Linked DNA regions of Pan troglodytes: region 2 is linked to region 1. The links are chromatin contacts, called in public Hi-C maps. All regions are on one chromosome and are shown on one strand. The core of a region is the stretch at or near the end of the contact, and the rest is flanking DNA. Distances in the headings are between cores, read along the strand shown. Region 1 overlaps LOC100613777 (a long non-coding RNA gene). Region 2 holds the start of MSX1 (msh homeobox 1).

The links. A called contact is a pair of places that touch in the nucleus more often than the background predicts.
Region 2: a contact with region 1 is called in a Hi-C map of induced pluripotent stem cells, with 1.9 times the contacts expected there. The contact joins the promoter of MSX1 here to the enhancer-like site in region 1. A contact is called at or near these places in 4 of 7 Hi-C or Micro-C datasets (blood, induced pluripotent stem cells and stem cell-derived neural progenitor cells) and 1 of 1 other capture datasets (stem cell-derived neural stem cells).

Annotation. Positions count from the first base shown.
Region 1 is chr3:4,988,616-4,994,280 of NHGRI_mPanTro3-v2.0_pri, reverse strand. All of the region lies in intron 5 of LOC100613777 (a long non-coding RNA gene), which reads right to left. Among named protein-coding and RNA genes, the nearest start is that of STX18, 120 kb to the right of the region's middle. Within about 2 kb of position 2,845, at least 3 of the 24 cell types and tissues checked have an H3K27ac peak or open chromatin away from gene starts, as enhancers often do. A contact at or near this core is called in induced pluripotent stem cells and stem cell-derived neural stem cells, where this site is marked.
Region 2 is chr3:5,180,535-5,186,226 of NHGRI_mPanTro3-v2.0_pri, reverse strand. MSX1 (msh homeobox 1) reads right to left here and starts at 2,740. Exons shown (of 2, transcript NM_001195262.3): 1 at 2,037-2,740. The coding sequence starts at 2,505.

The DNA.
Region 1 (5,665 bases), core at 1,596-4,095:
ATGCATTATAACTAGCATATAATGAGCCATAAGGATGACCAAAGGTCACTTTCATCACCATCTTGGTTTTGGAGGGATTTGGCTGGCTTCTTTACTGCCACCTGTTTTATCAGCAAGGTCTTTATGATCGGTTTGTTGTGTTGACTTCCTGTCTCATCCCGTGACTTAGAATGCCTAACCTCGTCACCCGGGTGTGGTGGCTCACGCCTGTAATCCCAGCACTTTGGGAGGCCGAGGCGGGCGGATCACAAGGTCAGGAGATCGAGACCATCCTGCCTAACATGGTGAAACCCCGTCTCTACTAAAAATACAAAAAATTAGCCAGGCGTGGTGGCACATGCCTGTAATCCCAGCTACTCGGGAGGCTGAGGCAGAAGAATGGTGTGAACCTGGGAGGCGGAGCTTGCAGTGAGCCGAGATTGCGCCACTGCACTCCAGCCTGGGTGACCCAGCGAGACTCTGTCTCAAAAAAAAAAAAAAAAAATGCCTAACCTCCTGGGAATGCGGCCCAGCAGGTCTCAGCCTTATTTTACCCAGCCCCTATTCAAGATGGAGTTGCTCTGGTTCCAACACCTCTGACCAAATCCAGCCTCATTCATTCATTCATCAACAAATGTTCATTGAGTGCCTGCAATGAGCCAGGTGCTGTTGTAGGCACCGGGAAAACAGTGGAGAAAAAGTACAATTGTCGCAGCCCTCATGAAGCTTGTATCCTACTGGGCAGAGCCAGACCACAAAAATACAACAGGAACCATGTCAGCTGGCTGGTCATGAGTTCTATGAAGGAAAGTAAAATGGGGGAGGGTGACAGGTAAGGGGCGGGGTCACCGTTGCCCATAAGCTGGTCAGGAAAGGCCTTTCTGCTCAGAGACTTAGAGGAAGCTAGAAATAGTGGGGAAGGGAGAACGGCCTTCCAAAATCCCAAAGGCGGTGGGAAGAACGTACTGAAAACGGAGCCAAGGCTGCTTGGGAGGAAGGGCGAAGGACGAGCAGAGCGCCCACTGGCGTCGAGGAACGGGAATGCCACAGCTGTGAAGTCCAGAAAACGCTGAGCCCTCCCGAAATGAAGGCCGGCTTCCTCACTGAGGGGTGTCTAGGGCCTCGGGAACGAGGCGGAGGATACCAAGCTCCTAAGCCTAGCCGACCCCAGAATTCTGGGAGAGGGAACACATATCCAGGATAAACAATCCTCAGAAAACACATTGGAACCTCAGAAAGGAGGGTTTTCTGCGATTTTCGGCAGGAGCTGTTTTCTAAGCTAGAAAAGACAGTGAGGTCTCACGTCCTCGAGCTGTGGGCCTGGGGAAGCAGACCAAGCCCTCAATGAGCACAGCTCCCCGCCTTTGAGGCAACGAGGTTGAAAAAGGGCCGCGTGTGAACGTGGGTTAGCGCCGGCCCCTCTCTGAGCCTCAACTTGATAGTACTTCCTAGGCTGGACTTTTGTGAGGATTAAATGACTTAACTTGTGGCAAAATTGTCAGGCAAACTGTAAAGTGCTGAAGACATATGAGTCATATTCGTATCTCCCCCCAATGGCTTAACATCCTCACAATATGTTTTATGTCAACTAGGGCAAAACCTCAGTCAAATTAGTGACTTTAAGGATAAAAATATTGACCTTGAGGACAATAATAAAAATTCACACTAAAAATATCAAAAACAACAAAAGCTTCATCTATGACTTGTCTGTGACTGGCCCATTTACATACATTAGAACTAGTCACAGCAACTCTGTGGGGTAGACATTACCATTTTCACTTTATAGATGGGAAACCCAAGCATCAGAGAGGTTAAATAACCTGTCCAAGGACACACAGCAGGCAAAGATGCCACTGGGAAGATATTTGTTCATTCATTTAAGAAATATCTGCTTGCTACTTTCTCTGTCCTGTTCTCTGAGGTTTCAGAGAGGACCTCCCGCACTATCTATTACCTGCAAATAGGTCACTGTGGTGAAATGAAGTGATGATACAGACATGCAAAATGTACTGCAGAAACAAACTCAGGCCTGGAGGAAAAGAAGGCTCCCTGGAGGAGGTGACGCCAGCGCTGAGCTTTGGAAATGAGTGGGAGGCAATTTGGAGACAGAGGAAGAAAAGGGGCCTTCCAGGGTAAGCGAACAGCTCCAGAAAATACGTCCAATGGAGAACGGCAGCCTAGACCTTCTCAGTCAAACCCCATCTTCTGCCCTCAAGCAGAGCCATTCCTGGTGCCTGGACAGTAGGGAACCCCATGGAAAAACGCTCTCGCTTCTTCTCAGGGCATTGGTTTTGGACAGTGGTTTGAAAGTGTTCTCCCCAAACAGCAACATCAGCATGACCTGGGAGCTTACTAGAGACACAAATCCTCAGGTTCCACCCGAGACTTGTGGAATGAGAGCCTCTGCAGGAGGGGCCCCGCGATCTGCATTTTAACGAGCCCTGATTCTGATGCGCTGGAAGGGAAGGTCTGAGAACGTCATGTATGGGACTCTGATCAGCCCAATCAGCGAGAATGTTAGAATCTCAGGCCCCACCCCCGACCCACTGAATCAGAATCTGCATTTCACGAGATCCCCAGGAAATCGTATGCATATTAGCATTCGAAAAGCTGGGTGACACCCAAATTCGGAATGACGCCTCCTTGCAGCTGTAAAACTCCAACAGAAACTCTTGGGAAAATCACCCAACCTTTTATTTCTTCTTCTGAGAAAACTCCCAGGTGGGAGGGAAGAAAGCCCTTCAGGCTCAATTAGGGCCGTGAGACCCTTTGATTCTTTCCAATCTCCCGATAAGAATGCGGGGCCAAGGGGCGCTGGGGGCAGCCCTCTCCCAATAAGGGGAAAGTGCTTCCCTCCAGGAGGCAGGAAGCCAAACAGTGCTCTTCTGCCAGCTTGGCCAAGGAACGGCCCCCTCGTGGAGCCTCTGGAATTGGGAAGAAAATTCCTTGCAAATTCCACGGCCATCTCAAACCAGTGCGAAAACGCAAGGGCAGCCCAACGTGGTGCAGCCCAGCTCAAAATGAGTTCAAAACAATTACCAGCCAACATGTGTTTCCTATGAATGGTGCAAGTGTTAAAACGGATTTAATTTTCTTTTGTAAATAAAGAGGCCCATCCAGACCGGCCTGTTTATCTCCCTAGGAGAGATGAAAGTGTTTCATCTGCCAGTAGCCTCTGCCCGCTGCGGAGGTTGGGGGCAGCTCTCTGGACCCCATGTGTTCTCTATCTTGTAATCCAAAGTCATCTTTCCCATGTGGAACTGTTTGAGCACCATGAGGTCTTTTCTCGAAGTCTTACTTTTAGTTATCTAAAATAGTACTCCCTTTTTTTTTCTTAAACATATTAGTGATTCATAAACAGTAAAATTAGTCTGCTAGAAGCTGATGGAGGTATTCATCCTGGTGGCGCCTGCTTTCCTGGGTTAGTAGTTAAAATAAATCATTGCTGTCACAATGGAATTCAGGCCTAAAAATCACCTGTAGGAATCCTCACCATCCCCCCTTTCACCTCCCCCAGGCCTCCAGAGCATCTAGGATCAAAGCTATCTTCCTCACTCCAGCTGAGGGGGGAGAGAAGGGAGGAGAAGGAGGAGGAGGCCCAGAAGGAAAATCCCAGAAGTTATACCAAACCAGGAAATTAATGTCTTTGCTCTATTGTTGAAACTGGAAGCACAAAAGTATGAGGCCAATTTATGATATTAGTGTTTCTAAAGCAAAATATGATTAACCACTTCATTATGTAAAGTTGTTTCCACTTAACCTCTTTGTGCTGGCAACCAGAACTTTTTTTTTTTTTTAACTGCAAATTTAATAAATTCCAACATGCCCAAACTTCCTGACTTCCACTGTCCACCACTGGTTTCTTTGGAAACTTCAATAGCGAGAGATAACTGGCGAGGTCTGCTCTGCCTACCTTCACGGCACATGCCATAATCCAGGATCAGGCAAATAAGCTTTCATCTTCGAAGCACTTAAGTTAATTACATGGAGGCCGGTGGAGGCCCCAGAGCCAGTTCTGCGCACAGCCCTCCCAAAGCCAAACATCATAGGATCCAGATGCAAACCCTTGGCAACTTAAGCCCAACAAATTTCCTTTGTCAAGAAATGCAAACTGCCAAACATTGAAGCGTAGGCTACTTCAGTGAGTTGGCCTCCTTGGGTGCTAGGGCCTGCAGAGCCCAGGCCAGAAACCCAGATCAGAAATGATTCAAATGCGCAAGTGGTCGGGACCTAGCTGGTTCTCAGGAGGACCTTGGGTTGTTCGATTTCATTCTGGACGCGTAACCGACCATGCATGCTTGCCTCCTTTTGACATTTTGACAATTTGAAAGGAACATGTCCCAGAAGCAAGGATGTGAGGGGAATGTGTTGTGGGGGGCAGGGGGAATGCTGTTCCCCCATCCAGTGGAGTTCTCACTGCAGGGTTTCTGCCAAGACTCCTGCAACCTTCCACTCTTTCTGACTCCTTCCTATCTGTCCCATTTACAATCATCTCTTTTTGTGGACCCCTCTACAGACCCAAGCACCATGTCTGGGGATGTCTGTGTCTGTCCTCTGTTCCCATTGCGCACTGCACAGCCCATGCTCATCATCTGGAATTTTCAGGATAGGGCAACCTCCTGTCCTGGCTGCATGATCCAGGTTCCATGAAAGGGACATTCATGGCCGTTCTCATCCCTCCTGCCTTGCAGGGTGGCTTGGACTGCGTGGGTGAACCTGCCTGATTCTGGGGTGGCCAGAGGAGGTGCACTGGTGCAGCACTTATCCGACACAGTCACCAGCTTCTAGACAGAGCACAGTGGATACTTTGGTGCTGTCCACCTGACTTCAGTGGATTTAGAGCTCAGGCAGATTCAGAGGAGAGGGGTGTGCTTGGTTAGCATCTTACTGCAGGTTGAATTGTGTCTCCACAAAAGATATGTTCAAATCCTAGCCTGTAGTGCCTGTGAATGTCACCTTACTTGGAAATAGGCCCTTTGCAGATGCAATCAAGGTAAAATGAGGTCACATCAATTAGGATGGGTCCTAATCCCATGACTGGTGTCCTGATAAGAAGAGGAAGATTTGGACACAGAAACAGACAAAGAAGGAGGCATGTGAAGAAAGAGGCAGAGATGGCAGCCATAAGCCAAGGAAGGCCAAGGATTACAAGCAATCACGGAGGCTGGAAGAGGAGAGAAAGGATCCCCCACCCCCAAGAGCTTCAGAGGGAACATGGACTCAGGACATGTGGATTTCACTTCCAGCTTCCAGAACTAGGGAGGAATCATTTCTGTTGTTTTAAGCCACCCAGTTTGTGGCACTTTGTACAGCAGCCACAGGAAACTAACGTACCTCCTAAAGCCTCAATGATAATCACCTGCTTATGGTTTCCCAAGTGCACTCCGAGCATTGCAGGGGGAGAAAACTATACCCTTTCCTCCCCCATGGCAAGCTTCATAGCAGACACCCCTATAAGAAAAGACATATTAACAAGAGAAAAGTGCGATGCATTGATTCCATCTAAGTTTTATGTGACATGCGAACCTTCAGAAATCAAGACTCAAAGACACAGGAAAACGATGCATTTTTCTGCCTAGGTTTGCTGGAGAGTGGACGGTTGTGTGATTGGAGAGAGGGGGTGTGATCTCAGGGTCCTAAACTGGAGGTGCTCAGCAAGGCCCTGTTTGTTCAGATGCGTCTTGGC
Region 2 (5,692 bases), core at 1,491-3,990, 190 kb before region 1:
CTGGGAAGATGTGGAATCACCTTTGTGCTGCCCGGCGGCTTAGGAAGGCCTTCATGGCGGGCCTCCTCCCAGGGCCATCCAGAGGAAAGGTGGATGTTAATACAGTTGACGAAACATGCAGAAAGAGGCCCTGCGCCCAGCCCAAGGGCACATTTAGTTTTACGCGTTGGCCAAACATTTATCAGTGCCCACGGAATGCTTCAGTGTGGGGCTAGGCAGTTTTGTGGCATAGAATCCAAATCAAATTCTATACTTTCCCCGGAACACTTCGCTCCTACGGGATTCTAGGAGTAGTTCCCGCAGACCAGAGATGGAGCAGGGCAGACCATCATGGAGGGTGCACTGTGGCCAGCTCTCTTAGAAATAGAAAGTGTCATCTGGAGCGGAGAACGAGGGGCTGCTTTATTCTAATGGGCTTTTTCTTTAGATTGTCTCAGTCCTCTGTTGGATCGCGTTCACCCCTGGCGCCAGGGCCCTCTGGCCCCACTCAAACGTTTGTGTGTGTGTGTGTGTTGATGTTGTTGCGGGGGGAGTGTTGAGATCGCCTCTCCCCTCACCCTGTGGCATAGTCAGCAGACACCAACATGCCCAGCTGTCTTTTTCTTTTGGCTTCAAAATAAACCTCAAGGGTGGACAGTGAAGAAGCATCAGAGCGCAGGACTAGTGCAGGTCGGGGATGGGGTCTGCTGGGGACTGCCCCTGGATAAAATGTGGAACAAATTATCCCAACACAGCCGGGATCGCTTTGACTTCGGGGTCTTGGGGCCCAAGGCCCTAAGCATTGGAAAGGACACTTTGCCTATGCAGCAGCTTTCCCGGCAGAAAGTGAATTCAAATCGAAGATGTTTCACCACGCGGGTTTTGCCTAAGTATGCATTTTTTCACACCTCTCTAAAAAACAACCACAAACAGAAAAAACAAACAAACAAAAAAAAACACAAAGAAAACACAACGATCCTTTGGACTTTCAGACCACCAGGATGTGAGTCAAACGAAATCTCGTGTTAACACCCCGCTTCTTCCCCGCTGGAGGCCACCGGGAGTCCGGGAAGCGCTTGGCCCCCAACTAGCTTTCCGCCGGGCCGCCCGAGGGGCGGGCGCCGAGAGAAACGTCACTCCCTTCAGCGGCGACAACCCAGAGCGGGGCCACCTTCTCCGGCCATTAGGCTTAGGGAGGGACTGGCCTTTCAAAGACGTTTAATCCCCAGATAAAAATCATTCCTCAGCATCACGCCATTGAAATCTGGCTGCTATTATGCCGAGCAAAATAATCGGAGGAAACGAGGAAAACTTGGGAATTTCCCGTGCTCCTGAAATATCTCCGAGCGTGTTCTCTGAGTAGAGCAGCCAGGGGGCCGTGAGGCCTTGAAGCGAACCGCCTTGGGCACCTGGAGTCCACTTTAATGGCTCAGTCCTAGACGTTTGGGAGCTTCCCATAGGATTAGCGGGGGCGCCTTCCCCTAATTGACTTGGTGCCCCGCCCCCTTCACTGGAACCTGAATGTCCCCACCCCTGAATCATCCATCCGCCCAAAGCATCAACTATCTGCCTCAAACTCAAAGGGCATGGGGAGGTAGAATTCTGTAGGAGCTTCGGAACCTCTAGGCAAAGAGGTACTTGAAAGGGAAGAGGGGCTGGGGGACACCAGCTCCTACTGCGAGAAAGTGAAACTCCGGGTGCAGGGAAGATACCGCACCACACACATTCATCCGCTGGGGTGAAGCCGATGAAACAGAGTTTGGGATCAGATGAGGGATCATGGACCCCCGAGGTCGTTTGGTGGGGGCAGGAGGACAGGGTGCCCAGACATCGGTGTCCTATCCGTTAACTCCCACCCGCAGCGTCTCTGGGCCAAGGCGAGGAGGTCTGGAACCTTCTTCCTGGGTGGGAGTGGAGGGAGGCGCAAGACCCGGCCTTGCAGCCCACGGTTCCCTAGCACCGGCTGCAGGTACGCAGGCGCCGGAGGCCACCAGGAGCCCTCGGGTCCCACACCCCGCCCGGCCCCCTCCCTCTGCGCCTGGGTTCTGGCTACTCACTGGCCGGCGGCGGGGAGAAGCGGGGGCTCTGCATCCACGGGGTCCTCTCGGGCTTCTCGGGGCTCTCGGCTTTGACGAGCGCATCTTCTGGCAGCTTGAGGAGTCCCCCCACCGAGAAATGGCCGAGCGGCCGCGGCGAAGAGGGCGCGTCCGGGGCTCCCAGCGACCCCGGCGGGACGCCCAGTGGCTGCGCCGAGCCACCCGCCGCCTGCACGCCCTCGGAGGGCGCCAGGGCGCTCTCCTTGGCCCCCGGCTTCCTGTGGTCGGCCATGAGCGCCTCCACGCTGAAGGGCAGGAGCGAAGGGGACACTTTGGGCTTGGCCCCCTCCTCGTCCGCGCCCATGGCGGCTGCCGTGGCCGCGGCGGCGCTGGGGGCCTGGCCCGCGCCTCCCCCCGCCGGCTTGCCGAAGGCGGAGTCCTCCACTTTGACACCGAGTGGCAAAGAAGTCATGTCAGCAGCCGGGGCCATGCAGAGCCGGGCCCCCCCTTCTGCCGCAGCACTGGCCAGCCGCCGGGCATGGGCTCCGGGCGGGCTGGGAGCGCGGCCGGCCTCTGCGAGCGCCCGGGGCCCTGGCCGGGCGGACCCTCCCGCGCGCGCCTCCCGCCCCTCCCCAGCAGGCCAGCTCCGGCGTGCTGGGCCTGGCCCCCGGTCGCTGCCGCCGCGCAGGCAGAGTTCCCGGGAGCACTCGCCGGCTCCGGGCCCTACCGCGGCTCCCCAGAGAACTTGCTAATAAGGCGAGGCCAGCGGGGCGGCGGCCAATCAGCGCGCGAGGGGGCGGGCCCGGAGCGATCCATTGGGCCGCGCTCCTGGGGACTCGCCCGGAGGCGCGCTGGGCCTGGGGGCACGCAGGGCAGGGCCCAGGCGGCAGAGGGCAGGGGAGGAGAGGGGGTGCCCGGGAAACTTTCCTCTGCGCTGAAGCCCAAGAGGCCCTCTCTGCGGGAGTCCCCTGGGTCTCTATCTTTCTGTGTTCCCGGGGAATTTTCCCTTGTTCTCGTTCCTTCTCTTTTGCCCTCCTCTCCTCCCCTCCCCTCCTCAGCCCTCTTTTCCGCTCCTCTTTTTTTCCCCCGTCCTTGTTTCTCTCCTCTACTGCTTCTTTTACCTTTCTCTTTAGTCTGTGGCTGGGTTTCCCTGTGCCCCTCTCCACTGTCTGACCCCCCCTCTTCTTCTACCACAATAATTTGAGTTGAGGTTATTTCTTACACATTCCTTTTATATATATATTTTAAAATACGCATGGCTATTTATCCTAGGAGAAAGACATACTATTAACTTCTTTTCAAGAAACGAAACAAAACCAAACCTTCATTTTCTTCCTGTTCTGAAATCTTCTAAACTTTACCTCGAGGTAAAAGTGGGCCTTTGTCTCTAACTTAGAGCTGGAGTAAACCTTGCGGGAAGAAGCTAGCTTCCTGTAGTGCCAAGGATGTGAGAATACGTAAGATTATCTAGAATCTGCAGTCGGTTTTCATACACGATGTGTATTCCCCCCCCCCCCCACCCTCGCTCTGAACTTCTGTCCCAAGGGTCACAACACCTATAGCGCCCGGGCGGGGAAAGGAGCTGCCAGATCCTTTTGATATAGAACTTACTGAAATAAAACCAACAGAATCGTCAATGAAACACCGATCTGGCCTTAAGGTGACCTCAAACAACGCGTCCTTGGAAACAATGACATGTCCCTATCTCTGGGTCGCTGATCCTGGAGGGGAGAGGCACATTTGGGGGAGGGGGCTGGGAAAAGAGGAAAGTTCCTGGAGGTGGACTCTAGTGTGGGACTTGAGAACTCTTCTTTTGCCAGTTTCGGAGAAAACGTGATTTAATGTTTGCTGTTAATAATAATAATAAAGACAGAAAAAATGAGTTGGGGTCAGGGGAGATGCAAGATCTGCTTGAAGCGGGGTCGGGGCTTGGCCATTTTCTGCGCCTGTCGCTTTATGGCCTCTCCTCCCGCGGCCCAGGCCAGCGGCTCTCAGGGAGTGAGCGGAGGTGATTGGCGGCTCACTCGGCCCTGCCATTGATGACTGCGGGGTTCTAATCTCCAGGAAACACAAGGGGCTGCCGTGGCCATTTAGGGGTAATTATCCGAGCGCGGAGGGACAGCGAATTCCCTCGACTTTTAACTGGGCGCAATAAAAGCTGTAGATTAGGGGCGTCCAGATTAGGGAAAATGAATTAGAGCGGGAACTTTATTATCCGGAAGACGTCCGGGGTCTGGCGGCAGGGGTCGGGCTGCGGACGCCGGAGCGATTGGTAGCCTCCCATCTGTCCACAGGCCGTCGAGATATGCTGAGGCCTGGGGAAGTTCGGGAATACCTGCATCTGAATTTTACGCGCATCTCCAGGTTTCTAAAGGACCCAAGACTGCAACTCAGGCACTGGGCAGTGGTTGGAGCTTCTAGCTCGAGTTGGGCCGGCTGGACGCGCGGTGGCACCGGGGCCTCCGGAGGTTTGCCCGAGAGGGTACAAGGATAGAAGACCTTAAGACCCAATTTTGAAGCTCAGCTCGCTGAGGCTGAGCAAGGCTGTAGGGCAAACACCTTCCTGGTAGCCCAGCCAGGACAGCGAACAACAACATCTTCCTCTTCTTCTTCTTCCTCTTCCTCTTTTTCTTCCTCTTTTTCTCCTCCTCCTCCTCCTCCTCCTCTTCCTCCTCTCCTCCTCCTCCTCCTCATCTCCTCCTCCTCCTCCTCCTTCTTCTTCTTCTTCCTCTTCCTCTTCTTTGAGACGGAGTTTTGCTCTTGTCACCCAGGCTGGAGTGCAATGGCGCGATCTCAGTTCACTCCAACCTCCGCCTCCCAGGTTCAAGCGATTCCAGGACGGCGAACTTCTATTGCTCCCTTTCTAATCAAACTCTCGTCAGAACAACCCCCTCCGCACCCAGCCAGAATCTCCCTTTGTGGCCAGGTTAAAGGGGGAGAGGAAACAGAGGCCTATCTGCTTTTGGGGCCATATAAAAAGCGAGCAGTGTGCCTTTTCGAGTCTTTGCTTAGTTCCGCCCTCGCCCTCCTTCTGCAAATGTTTTGCTCCCAGGTCTCTTTAAGAATCTGATACAGCCAAGAACTTCTTCCCTAGAAAAATGCACATCTACAAAAACACATTACAAGCAACGGGGCAGACAACTTCGGGGGCTCTGGACCCAAGTGGAGTCCTCCAGTTAAGAACCCCTGCTTTAGGGCTGAGCGGGGGCTTGAACTCAGAGAGTGAAGCCGCAGGGTGCAGCGGGGGCTAGTGTGGAACTTGCGGCGGTCGCAGTTGAGGAGCGCAGCAAGGCCTGGACTCCGCTGCGCGGGGGGGTGGGGGGTGGCCGGGGGGCGGGCGGCCTGAAAAGGGCCGCATCGCTAATTGCGGGGATAAACAATGTGTCACGATTCCTCAGCGCGCCTAATAGGCAGACTAGGATGTTGTTTTAAGGCGCCAGCGGCGGCCGGATCAAAGGCTGCACCCGGCGCACGGGCCCTTGAAGTCGCGCCCCTGCCTCCAGGGAGCAAATCGCCTGGCCCCGCAGCACCGGCCCCGCAGCCAGCCCCTCGGCTTCCCGAGCCGGGTCCGAACGCCACGGTGTCTTCTTTATAGGTTCGGCCTGGGTTCGTGTCTGCTGTCGCCCCGCGCGGCAGGTTAACCGCGTGTAAACGTTGCTAGGCGAGAAGAGTGCATC